Linked DNA regions of Zea mays: region 1 is linked to region 2. A link is a contact called in public Hi-C data. All regions are on one chromosome and are shown on one strand. Each heading gives the region's core, a stretch centred on a gene start, on an enhancer-like site or on the middle of the called end of the contact. The rest is flanking DNA. Distances are from core to core; before and after follow the strand shown.

Evidence for each region. A called contact is a pair of places that touch in the nucleus more often than the background predicts.
Region 1: a Hi-C map of tassel shows a contact between it and region 2, with 5 times the contacts expected there. The contact joins two enhancer-like sites. A contact is called at or near these places in 2 of 25 Hi-C or Micro-C datasets (ear and tassel).

The regions. Positions count from the first base shown.
Region 1 is chr9:107,415,694-107,421,183 of Zm-B73-REFERENCE-NAM-5.0, forward strand. No RefSeq gene overlaps it. Among protein-coding and RNA genes, the nearest start is that of LOC100382286, 34 kb to the right of the region's middle. Within about 2 kb of position 3,503, at least 17 of the 20 cell types and tissues checked have an H3K27ac peak or open chromatin away from gene starts, as enhancers often do. A contact at or near this core is called in ear and tassel, where this site is marked.
Region 2 is chr9:107,269,220-107,275,160 of Zm-B73-REFERENCE-NAM-5.0, forward strand. No RefSeq gene overlaps it. Among protein-coding and RNA genes, the nearest start is that of TRNAK-CUU, 4.4 kb to the left of the region's middle. Within about 2 kb of position 2,087, at least 18 of the 20 cell types and tissues checked have an H3K27ac peak or open chromatin away from gene starts, as enhancers often do. A contact at or near this core is called in ear and tassel, where this site is marked.

The DNA.
Region 1 (5,490 bases), core at 2,253-4,752, 150 kb after region 2:
TTTTCAAACAACTTACCCTGCTCAAGGTTGAGGGGTTTGCCTGGTGAAAAATTGTCATTGGATCAGAAGGATCCACCACGATGTGACCAATGCTGTGATTCAGATTTTCACCATCAGTCTGCATAGGAGCAGATTCATTGTCGCCCTGCATGGACTTGGAGCCTGAGGCATCTTTGGTGTTCTTAGCTTTTTTAGCAGTCTGCACTCTCTCCTTATCCTTTGCAGCGTCCTCATTTCCTTCACTATCATCATCCTTTTCTCTGGGTACAAGAGAATTTGGTGGAGGTATTGTCGGCTCAAAATATTGATCCTCCATGGAGAATGTAATCTCATACCCCACCTTATCAAAAACCACATCTGTTGTGAGCGGAAGAAGTTCTTTATCTAGTGTCCCAACCAAGATTCGAATCACACCTTTCTTCCTGTATGTATACATATCAACATCAATGGTGGTGCCAATCATTGATCCAAGCGCCCAAAAACCAAGATAATGCCTCCATGCGTGAGGTACACCAGTAACATGCACCCACACTTCATCCAAAAAGTAGGCTGGTGTTGCATCGCCCCCATGTTTCCATTCAGATATGGTTAAGGTCACTCCACTGCTCCTCATCTTGTATTCCATTTCAGACATCCTTGCTAATTCTTCTTCTGATGGAAAAACAACAAGGAAAGAATCCTCCCCATGTTGCAAAGCTTCCCAAGCCCATTCAACCCTTGACAATTTTGCCAATTCAGCTTGAATTGAGACAGCATCAAGCTTACCCCCAGTCATCTTTATCAATCCAGTTGGAGCAGCATCAGGTGTTTCAAGTATATAGTCAAAAACTGGTATGCGAAAGAAACAAAGCTCATTCTTGGCAAATCCGCTCATGGCTGCAGATGGTTTCTCCATCTTGAGCAAAGGACATTTGGCCGCAATATGTATATTCTTCTTATTGCATACATAACAATCTAAATCTGCTTTGCATGCTTCAACTAGATGCCCGTTGCACTTACAGCGATAGCAGTGTGGTGGTCTTGGTTTCTTGGCCTTGAAATCTCGATTCTCCCATTTCTGAGTCGCATCGTGCACACCTTCAGCAGCAAGGTTTCCACCCACTATCTCCTGTTGATTTCCCATCCTTTGAATTCCCACAGGCGCAAGCTGCTGGGATGAGGCAACAGGTGCATACTGCTGCGGCGCGTATCCACGGCCACGCGCCCAGTTCTGGCTTGTTCCCCTTCCGCGACCGGACGCTGGAGAGCCACGTCCAGGACCTCTCCCTGCCCTGCCGCCCCGAGGAAATTGCTCTCTGCGCTGATGATGGCGAGGTACGAAGGTTCTCTCACCATGATGGGTTTTCTCCTCCATTGTTGGCATATGCTGGCGCTGAGGCTTGAGGTTTGCAGGCTGTCTTGCAGCTATCTCAGCGTATGAGGGTCGGATTAAGTGCTGTACTGGTTTGGGAGAAATTTGACCTTTCTTTTGATTTAATGCTGGCCGTCGTAATGATTCACGCGAAGCGCCATATGTCTTTGCTTTTTGTACCAGCTGAGCCCTGCTTAAAGGCAATAAATGCCTCTGTTCCTCTCCCGAAGCGTTTAGCAGCTGCACATTTTGTAAATAGGTTTCTTTAGTTTGAATGTTGTGTGTTTTCGTCACCCAAGAACTCTTGAACTTCTCATCTGATAATGGCCGTTTCAAACTATCAAGCCCATTGATCAAGCTCGGCATGAATGCCTCGAGAGTGATCAACCGTTTACTGATCCTGGGCAGAGGACCGCGCCAAGGACGAATTTTACATCCGTAGCATCTCCCCTTTCTTTTTTTCATTTTGTTCTGATTTTCGATGCTCTCCTTGCGGCTATAGATAGAGACATTGCTCGAAGCAATGGTGCTGACAGTTCCGACATTGGGTGTCGATGAACTAGCCAGACCGATTTCATACGATTTTCTCCCCACTGGGTTCAGGATTGCTTCGGCATCAGCCTTGTTCATCAAACTTCCCATGTCTCCCAGGAGGTCGATCATCGTATCAGCCGATGTGTTTGGTTCTTCCGTATCTTCCCACCACCGGCGTTCTTTTGGGAAACCAGTATCACACCAGAACTCTTCACGGAGAGAGGAATTGAAAGGGCTAGATAACTTACTAGTATCATCATCTATTGCAGGTTGTCCATGCTCGGCTTCATGCGCTGCCTCAGAATGCTCACGATCCCCAGCCGAAATGTCTCTCACGTCGCAGATGTAATCCCCTCGGGCCTCCCCAGCTGAAGCCAGTTCAGCGGCGGGTAGAGCACGGGATGGATGGACATCACTCAAAGGGAGGAAACAGAAGTCATGACCCATGAAGGCTCCACTGGGCCACCTCTCCTGGCTGGTCCACTTCATCTACGCTGCATCGCAACATGCACAAACGCCCCGAAACAAACGACACCAAAGGCTGTCCGACAAAGCAACTATATCCGAAATAGTTTCATCGGCGCCAGTCATCGTGCCCGCCCAACGCAGCTTGCCCATGGCTGACACTCTCGATCTCTCTTTCTCTTCCAACTTCTTGATGTTCTATCTCTGCCTTAATGCATCGGCCTTACCTCTGAAACAGATTTTTCTTTAGGCGCCACTGCTCGCGGGGAAAGGCAACCTTGCCGCTGGGCGTTGCCGCGGTTCTGCCCTTTGCTCGCACGCCATTTGTTGACTATTAGGAGTCGTAGCCTCACCGAGACGCCGTCAGCATGCCACCATCACGGCCACTCGCGCCTGGGGCGTGGGCACCGGTGCCCGTCGCCGCCGTGGTTTGCCCTGCGCGCTACCGTCACTGAGTGGTTGTCCGGGTCCCACACGGGCCCGTCTTGACTCGTTGGCGTTACCTCCGCCGCTGGTGAGGTCCTGGCCAGCTAAATCAGCTTCTCCTCCCCCGGCCAGCCAGTGCGCCGCTCTGCTTCGAACCAAATCTGGATTGGACCGTTTCTACTCGTTTGGACCGTTTCTAGACTCCTTCCGGATGGAAAGAAATAATCTGGATTGGAACTTGGCCCAGATTAAAACAGCCGTTCGTTTTGAACTTGGATTAAAAACAGAAGCCACCAGTTTTAGAGATTGTTTGTTGTTCACGGCCTGGTACAAAACCTGGTCTCGTGTCCTCCGGATTGGTTCCTGGGATAGAATGAATGGGCCACTGTTTCTAGCTCTGGAACTGTTTCTGGTGTGGAATACATCCGAGGCACCCGAACGGGGTCTAAGACCTTGTTTGTTTGTGTTGAATTGGTGCGTCGGAACGATTCCTAACCGGATTGTTTCTCTAATTTATATAAACTTTGATTAGCTGAAACGATTTCGATTACAATCCGACACAAACGAACAAAGCCTAAGCCTAAGGGACCAGTAACACAAAATACGAGAGCGTTTGAGTTAAACGAATATATTATGACTTATATGAATAGTGTTGAATAGTACTTATCGAGTTATCGTCCGCAAGTTCACTTTATCGAAGTGCAAAGTAGGTGCAAGGCCACGTGGGCCGGCCTGGTCACCCACGTGGGCTGGCCTGCCCACGCTAGTTGGCCTGAATGGGCCAGATTGTACCCAAGACTCGTTTTTCTTTTCATGCGAAAAATAAAAAATATAATTTTTGAGACGCACATGACCATATATACTTTAAAAAATAAAATCATATAGTTTAGGGTAAGATATTTAATGAATTGTTAATCTAGGGTTTACTCTAATTAATATAGACTATTGCGGTTGTCCAAATGGAGTGAAATTTTTATGGTAGGCTTATACGCTATGAATGTCTCGCCATTAAAATTTTTATATCCATTTGATACCAAATGTCTGAGTTGCAGTTTATCTTGTAAAATGCATTTTTAATACTCTATATATATAATTATATAATTATAGGTAAAAATGGAAAACGTGTGATTTAAATGTAAAGTTACTATTTTTGAATCCTTATAGCACATTATATGGATATGGTAATACAAAAAGTATTGAGATATATAATTATCATGAGCACATGCATTTATTATTGTTAAATCTTAACTAAATTATAAGAAATAATTTGTTTCTCCACAAATTTTAATCTTCGTGCAGTGATTCCACGCATAAAAATAGTAGCTCCAAAATAGATGTTTGGTATGGTACCTTTTATTAGCTGTCTCCAGCGGAGCATGCATATGGACGTGCAAAACACTATTTTTATATTACAGATTGTACTGTTTACATAGTGTGGTTTAAAATAAAGAGTGATATAGGAGGTGGGATAGGGAGTCTGCTGGACATAATATTACGTACTTATGTCACTTAAAACATTAGATGTAATGGAAGTTTAATAATAAGTTAAGCTATGTTTCTAAGTAGCTTAGTTACTAATAAATTGGTACACGACATCCATTTACTATGTGACAGTATGACTAATAAGAACATGATTAGTCTCACCAATATGTTTCATGTATACATATGGATATATTTTGCACATACATCTTTTTCAATATGTAGACATATATTCATATTGTGCCTTTATTGAAGTTGAATATATACTAAGTTAGTAACATGTTGAGTAGAGTTCTTTGAGTTAGTTTTATTATACCACTCATCTAAGAATTTTTACCTTGGAGCTATGTTTTATATGTAACATATTAAATGTGTATGTGTGATTCCCATGTATGCACTACATGAAAAAGGCTAACTTCCAATGGCCAAAGCGCCAACTTCTGACGGTAGACAAGTGTCGGAAAAGATGGATAGAAGGTACCTAACTTTCGACAGCTTCTCAGTACCGTCAAAAGTTAACATGGTCAAAAACTTAACTTTTGACAACACTCTATAGCCATCATAAGTTACTAGCACTAGCCTGAACATCAAACCACACAAACGCACACGTAGAGACTAACAACCTAACATGCCCCAAACCCAGATATATATGCACACCAGAACAATTTCAGCTTTAGCAAACCTAGCTAGTTCCAAGTCAAGATCGAAAGCACATGAGCATGAACTAGAAATAATCCACAAGCAGATTAATACAAGTATGAAAATGAAGACATCAGACGACTCATCATATCTCTTATTCAACAAATATAATGCAAGATATGGAGTGGCGTGGCTTGGATGAAGACATCGAGCAAGGCAATTGATTAGTTTCCATCACTAGGGCACAAGCGGACGAGCCTACTAATGACATACATCATTCCCTATGCTGATCGAGTGCCAACCCATGGATGCTCCAACCATAGAGGCACTAGGCAGTAGAAAGCCTGATGCATGTCGTTGAGAGGCTCGTCCGACCATGCCGTAGTGATGGGAACTGATCTACCATGTTGCTCGATCATGCACCTAGGCCATGTGGCTTCCAATATTGCATTCTATCCGTTCAAAGGAGGAGTGAACGAAACAAGAGATACGAAGAGTCGTCTGGTGTCTTTGATTGTGTATTTGGATTATTGTGCATGTCAATTACTTACATTTCATATCTATGTGTTTTTCGATCTTGACTCGGAACTAGCTAG
Region 2 (5,941 bases), core at 837-3,336:
TTAGATTGCCATCCATTACCACACATCTAGCTGTGTCGACTATCAGAATCTTGGTCTTTTGCCGTAAAAAAAAACACTCGGTAACGTTTCTTTGCTGAATGTTTTTTTTCGACACTAGACAAAAAATTCTTTGCTGAGTGTTTTTTCCTGGCATGAGGCAAAGAGTTTCTTTGTCAAACGTTTTTTCGACACTGGACAAAGAGTTTCTTTGTCGAGTGTTTTTTACACTAGACAAAGCTATTTTTTAATCAAATTTTGAAGTGGCAAATTAATTCAAATAAAAAGGTTTTCAACTACAAAGTTGTATAACTTATCAAGATGTACAACATTTATTTTGGCCATTTCTTTGTTTACATAACTTATATGCTTGATTTGTAGATGTATAAGATTTAGAACAATGTTAGAACCATCATGTTGGATAAGTAAATAACCAAATAATCAAAATAAACTTTGAAGATCTTAAGAACTTATAGAGTTTTGTAGTTTGCAACCTTTTGATTTGAGCTCATCTTGTCAACATAAACTATGTCTGGATTAAAAAAATTAAATCCGCATTCTGGCCGTATTTTCAAATCCGCGATTGATTTACAAATATGATTGAGCTCAAAACTTGTGGAGAACTTGGAAACACATTTGTCAAGGCGTGCGTAAAATTTCATCTTAATTGGAGTTCGTTTATTTCAGTTTCGCATCAGAGAACTGAATTTCGTGCTCCTGAAATCAGCACTTGATAGCGACACTGATTTGGACCGATCCGGACTTTTCGGTGTCCGATCTGTGATCCGTTTGTTTTGCTGGTCTCATGTGAGTCTTAGGAACATTTTGTAATCATGAGATCACTGGTTTGCTGATGTGTTTTTGGTTTGAGCGCTTACTTCATCTCAATTGAAGTGAAGTGTGTGATCATTTTTAGTGTTTGACAACAAAAATTAGATTGTATTCTACCCACCTCTCTAGTCGCCTCACCAGTCTGTCAAAATAATAGGAGGCTTTGTTGTATTTTGGCTCTGCAATCTTGTCTCTTGTAGTGCAAGAAAATAGACCACTATATCGAGATCAAATAGTAATGCAGAGTATAAGACTTTGGCAAATGCTACGGTAAAGATCAAGTGGATTCAGATCTTACTGTAGGAGTTAAAGATTGAGAGTCCAAAGACAACATGTCTATTGTGTGACGGTACGGGAGCAAAATATTTGTTTTCCAATCCCATGCTTCATGCCCGAACTAAAGATATGGTAGTGGTTGCTTTTCATTTTTTAAGAGAGAAAGAGATACAAAAATAAGCTTCTTGCGAATGATTTTTTACCCTTCAGATGATATAATTTAACCCTTCGCAATTTAAGAGAGAGGGAGAGAGAGAGAGGGGTTGGGCCGCAGTTGGGGCCGGCCGGCCGGCCGGCCAGCAGCCGTTGGCGCACACTAGGCAGTGGTCACTGGCGGCACCATGCGCGCGCACGCAAGCAACAGCGCAGCGCGCTGTGTGAGGCATGCAGGGAGGGGTTTCAGTTGGGCACGCAGAGCGGCCACTGTTAGCGCACAGGGGCGTCTGCCCCGGCACGGCGAGACAGCACAATAACTCCCCTCTCGTCAGAGAGCGAGCTAGCTAGCTAGGGTGCGCATGGACGAGGACGATCCATGGCACACAATGGTCGTGCCATGCATGCGGCTGGACGTGTTGGCCGGCCGGCTGCCTGACCTTTTGTGCTCTGCTGCCTTGCATGCATGCATTGGATTGGATCTCGGCACCTAGCTAGCTAGCTCGGCCGGCACGCCGGCCCCGTGGAGACTGTTGCTGCTGGCTGGATGCCTGGATCAACCATGTTCGATCAGTGTGGTCTGCACCAGCCAAGTGCAAAGGAAAGCGCGCAATCGTGGACTCGTTGTTTGCATTGCAGTTATTACATGGCATGCAGAAAGAATGATGGATGGCGTACGTACGTACTACTGCGCCGTGTCACTGTGGATGAACATGAGCGTGGTGACCATGCAATTTGGTGCCGGCCGCCCGGGTCGGCGTGAACACGACACCGTCGCCACGTTCGCACCGAGGAGCGCTTCTGACCTGAACCAGACCGCCATCATGCGTGTGCAGCATGGCCTGCCCTAGGCCCGGCCGTATCCACGCCCATGTGCGCGCTGCGGTCATCAGAATTCCATGCCATGCGTTCCTGGAAGCGGGCCGGGCGTACGTACGTACGTGGCGCGCGTGCGTGTACACGCGAGGAACGCAAGTACACACAGTCTGCTCGATCGAGATCGATGCATCGCCGCGGGTTAGCTAGCGCTGATGAGCCGTTGCTTGCATGCATGCATCATGCATGCCTGCCTGCCTGAATGTGCTGCGAGTCTGCGACGACGACCGCTTCGATGTATAGATGAATAGATCTCATCATTTATTCGCATGCATGCATGCACGGACGATGGAACGCATCGATCGATCGACCAGCCCATCTGCAGGGCTGCAGATGATGATGGGGTATACATGTACCCGATCAATCAGGGCATGCATGGCCTTCCATGCATGCAAATAAAGCTGAAGAAAACGAGTGGTTGCTGCTCTGGCTGCCTCTGGCTATGGAAATAGGCGTTATGCCGCTTCGGAAAACTTATTAAAGCTTGAAACTCCATGTTGATCCGGCCACATATATATATATATATATATATATATATATATATATATATATATATATATATATATATATATATATATATATATATATATATATATATATATATATATATATATATATATATATACACACACGTTGAGGTAGATATATGGATGGGGAATGGGAGTTCACTTGGCTATGCGTAAAATACAAGGACCCACCTACCTAGCTAGCTAGGTGCCTGATGAGTATGTCAGAGCAGCAGATCTAGCACAAAGGCACCCCTGTGTCCTCGCTGTGCTTGCATCAACGCTAGCTGCCTCCTCCATCAGGTGGTCGCAAATACGTACACGGTGTCCCCGCTCGGCAGCCAAAAGATGATGAGGTAAGCCTGGAGGATACGGGCGAAGCCAAGCGGGGCCGGGCAGGCCGGCCGGCAACGTGCAAATATTCGCGACGGGGCCCGGCCCGCCTGCCGCGCGCTTCCTTCCTGCCTGCCTTCCTGCATCCATCGGCGCCTGCCACGCTGCCTTCCTTCCTGCTAGACAGCGGTTACGGTTACGGGTTACCATTTGCACGCAGCGCAAGTCAGAGTGAGTTGTGTGTGTAATCTGCCTTGGCCCAACTGATCTTGCATTGCTGCCCATGCAATCTGCTCGGGAAACATAAACCCGGCCCAACCCGCGAGTCCGTGGCCCGGTAATAATACTACAGATTCAGTTTCAAAGACGACATGTCAGATGCAGGTCTCAGTGTGCCAAGTTTACTGGGAAAATAAATGTTGTAGATCTTGAAAAGTTATACAACTTTTTACTTGACAATTTTTTAATTTTAATTTATTTAATGTCTCAAACAATTGATTTTTTCTCGGTTACAATATATGAAAAAAATAAAACGTAATATAGACATATTTGACATAGGGTGTAGTTGTAGAGGTCACCTAACTTTTTTGCAAATTGGCCCTTTTCGGGTTTTTTTCCCACATTTATGCCCCTGGCAGTTTCATTTCAAAAAATGGACCCTTAGCTCGGCGCCGTCATCATTGGCGTCGAGGTTCTGTGTGCCGGCGCCAATCTTATTGGCGCCTGTCTGCCTGACGGGGATGCCTCGCTGGACGTGACGTGTCAGGGGGTCGGCGCCATAGATCTTGGCGCCGACCCCCTGGAGGCGGCAGTACACGTGTCAGGGGGTCGGCGTCATAGATCTTGGCGCCGACCCCCTATATTCAACATAATTCAAACCCTAATTTTGACCCGCGCCCAGGGAGTTTTCGCCAGCCGCCGCGCCGCCTTGTTCGCCCCCGCGCCGCCTTAGCCGACGCCGCCCGGCGCCCTCCCACCGCGCCACTGCCTCCCGCGACGCCCCGGCCGCCCCGCCCCGCCACCCGCCTGCCCGCCCGCGCCGCCCCGCCACCGGACGGCCACGCCCGCGCCGCGCCGCCCCCGGACGGCCACGCCCGCCCCGCCCCGCCACCGGCCGGCCACGCCCGCGCCGCCCAGCGCCCGGACGGCCACGCCCGCGCCGCGCCGCCCCCGGACGGCCACGCCCGAGCCGCCCCTGCCCGCGTCCGGCCGACCCCGCCCGCGCTGGCCCGCCCCGCAAGCTCCGCCGCGCCGCCCAAGAAGCGCCGCCGCCAACGCCCGTCCCACGGCCGCGCCCCGTTCCGGCCAACCCCGCGAAGCCCAGTTCCCTCCCGGCGCCCCGCCCCCGGCCGTCGACACACTGCCCCGCCCCGACGCCCGCTCCTCGCCCGCGTCGTCGTCGTCCATCCCCGACCCCGACCCCGACCCCGACGCCCGTTATTATGTAAGCATTTTGTATTAATTATGTTAGATTGTTGTGCTATAATTTGTTGTTTTTTGAATGTGATGAATGTTAGTTATTGTGATAAATGCTAATTTGATTGAATATTATGAATGTGAGTCAAATGTGCATGGTTTTTATCCTCCCCGTGCAGGGGAGGTGCTGTCAAAATTTGCAATTATTATATATGAGTATTTTATAAGGTGGTTAGTATATTAGTGGGTGGTGGTTATATTTATACTTATTTAGGTACTAATTAGTGGTTTGTGGTTAGGTAATAACCATCCACAGTTTATATTGAATTTTTAATTGGTGTTTCAAATAGATGGACAATTTTTTGAGCTTGTATCATGGAGGCAATGTGGAACAAGATCCGTATGGAAATGCCAAGTTCATTGACATGCGACACGTGCCGGTACTATTCGATGGTAGACCCTCCTTGAGAGATGTGTTTACAAAGGCTAAACAAAAGTTAGGTTACCATGAAGCTGATGACATTGCGGTTGACGGAGTGCTTAATATCGGTCATCCACCAAATGTCATAAGACGAGTCATCCCAATTGATTGTCAACTGGATTGGGATAATTATATTACTTCGGCTATGAAGACCCATTTGCAACTCATGGAGGTTGTGGTGCGTCCGGTTGTAGTAGACCGTCCCCATGAAGACTTTGATCGTGCTATCGATGACGTGCCAACTGTTCCTGATGCTCAATCTGCCCCCAATTTGATCCCATTAAGTCAGCCAGGAGATGGTCTGCAGACAGATTTAGCTGCGTGTATCCCTTTGGCACAAACCAATTGCAGTAAGTCTTATTGGCATTACATCTTCATTTTGGACCATGAGCACTTTGCTCATTCCATTTGACGTGGGACTGATCATCTTGTACATGTTGCAGGAGAGACTCCTACTCTTGTGGTTGATCCTCAGCCTGAGGCACGTGGCTGCTTCGGTGATGGTTTTATTGCCTCCAACAGTCCTGAGTTTAGGAATGAAGAGGAGCCATATGCCTTTGCTATGGCTGCCGATTCAGATGATGATCGCCCGGTTGGTGAACTCACAGAGAGTGACATTGAGATGTTGCAACGTGTTTTTCCAGACGGTCGGGATCCTAGAGTGCATGAGTTCAGCGATCTTAGTCTTTCTCATCAGGCAAATGCAGAGGGCAGGGATGATGAGCTGCTTGACGCTCCTGAGGCCGGTCCTAGCATGATGATTGAAAAGGGTAGGGTCTTCAAGGACCTAACTGCCATGAAGAGGTGGTTGCAGCATTATGCAGTCTTACGTAAGAGGCCGTATAGAGTACTTCATTCGTACGAGAAACGTCGTTACACGGTTGTATGCGACAAGGATAACTGTTCATGGAGGGTTTGTGCTAGGATACAAAAGATCACCGCAAAGTGGAAGATAACAAAAGTAGTGGGGCCACACACATGTGCTGAACATGAGTTAACGATGAAACATCGCCAATTGACATCAACCCTCATTGGGAAGCGACTTATGGGAATACTGCAGTCGGAACCAAAT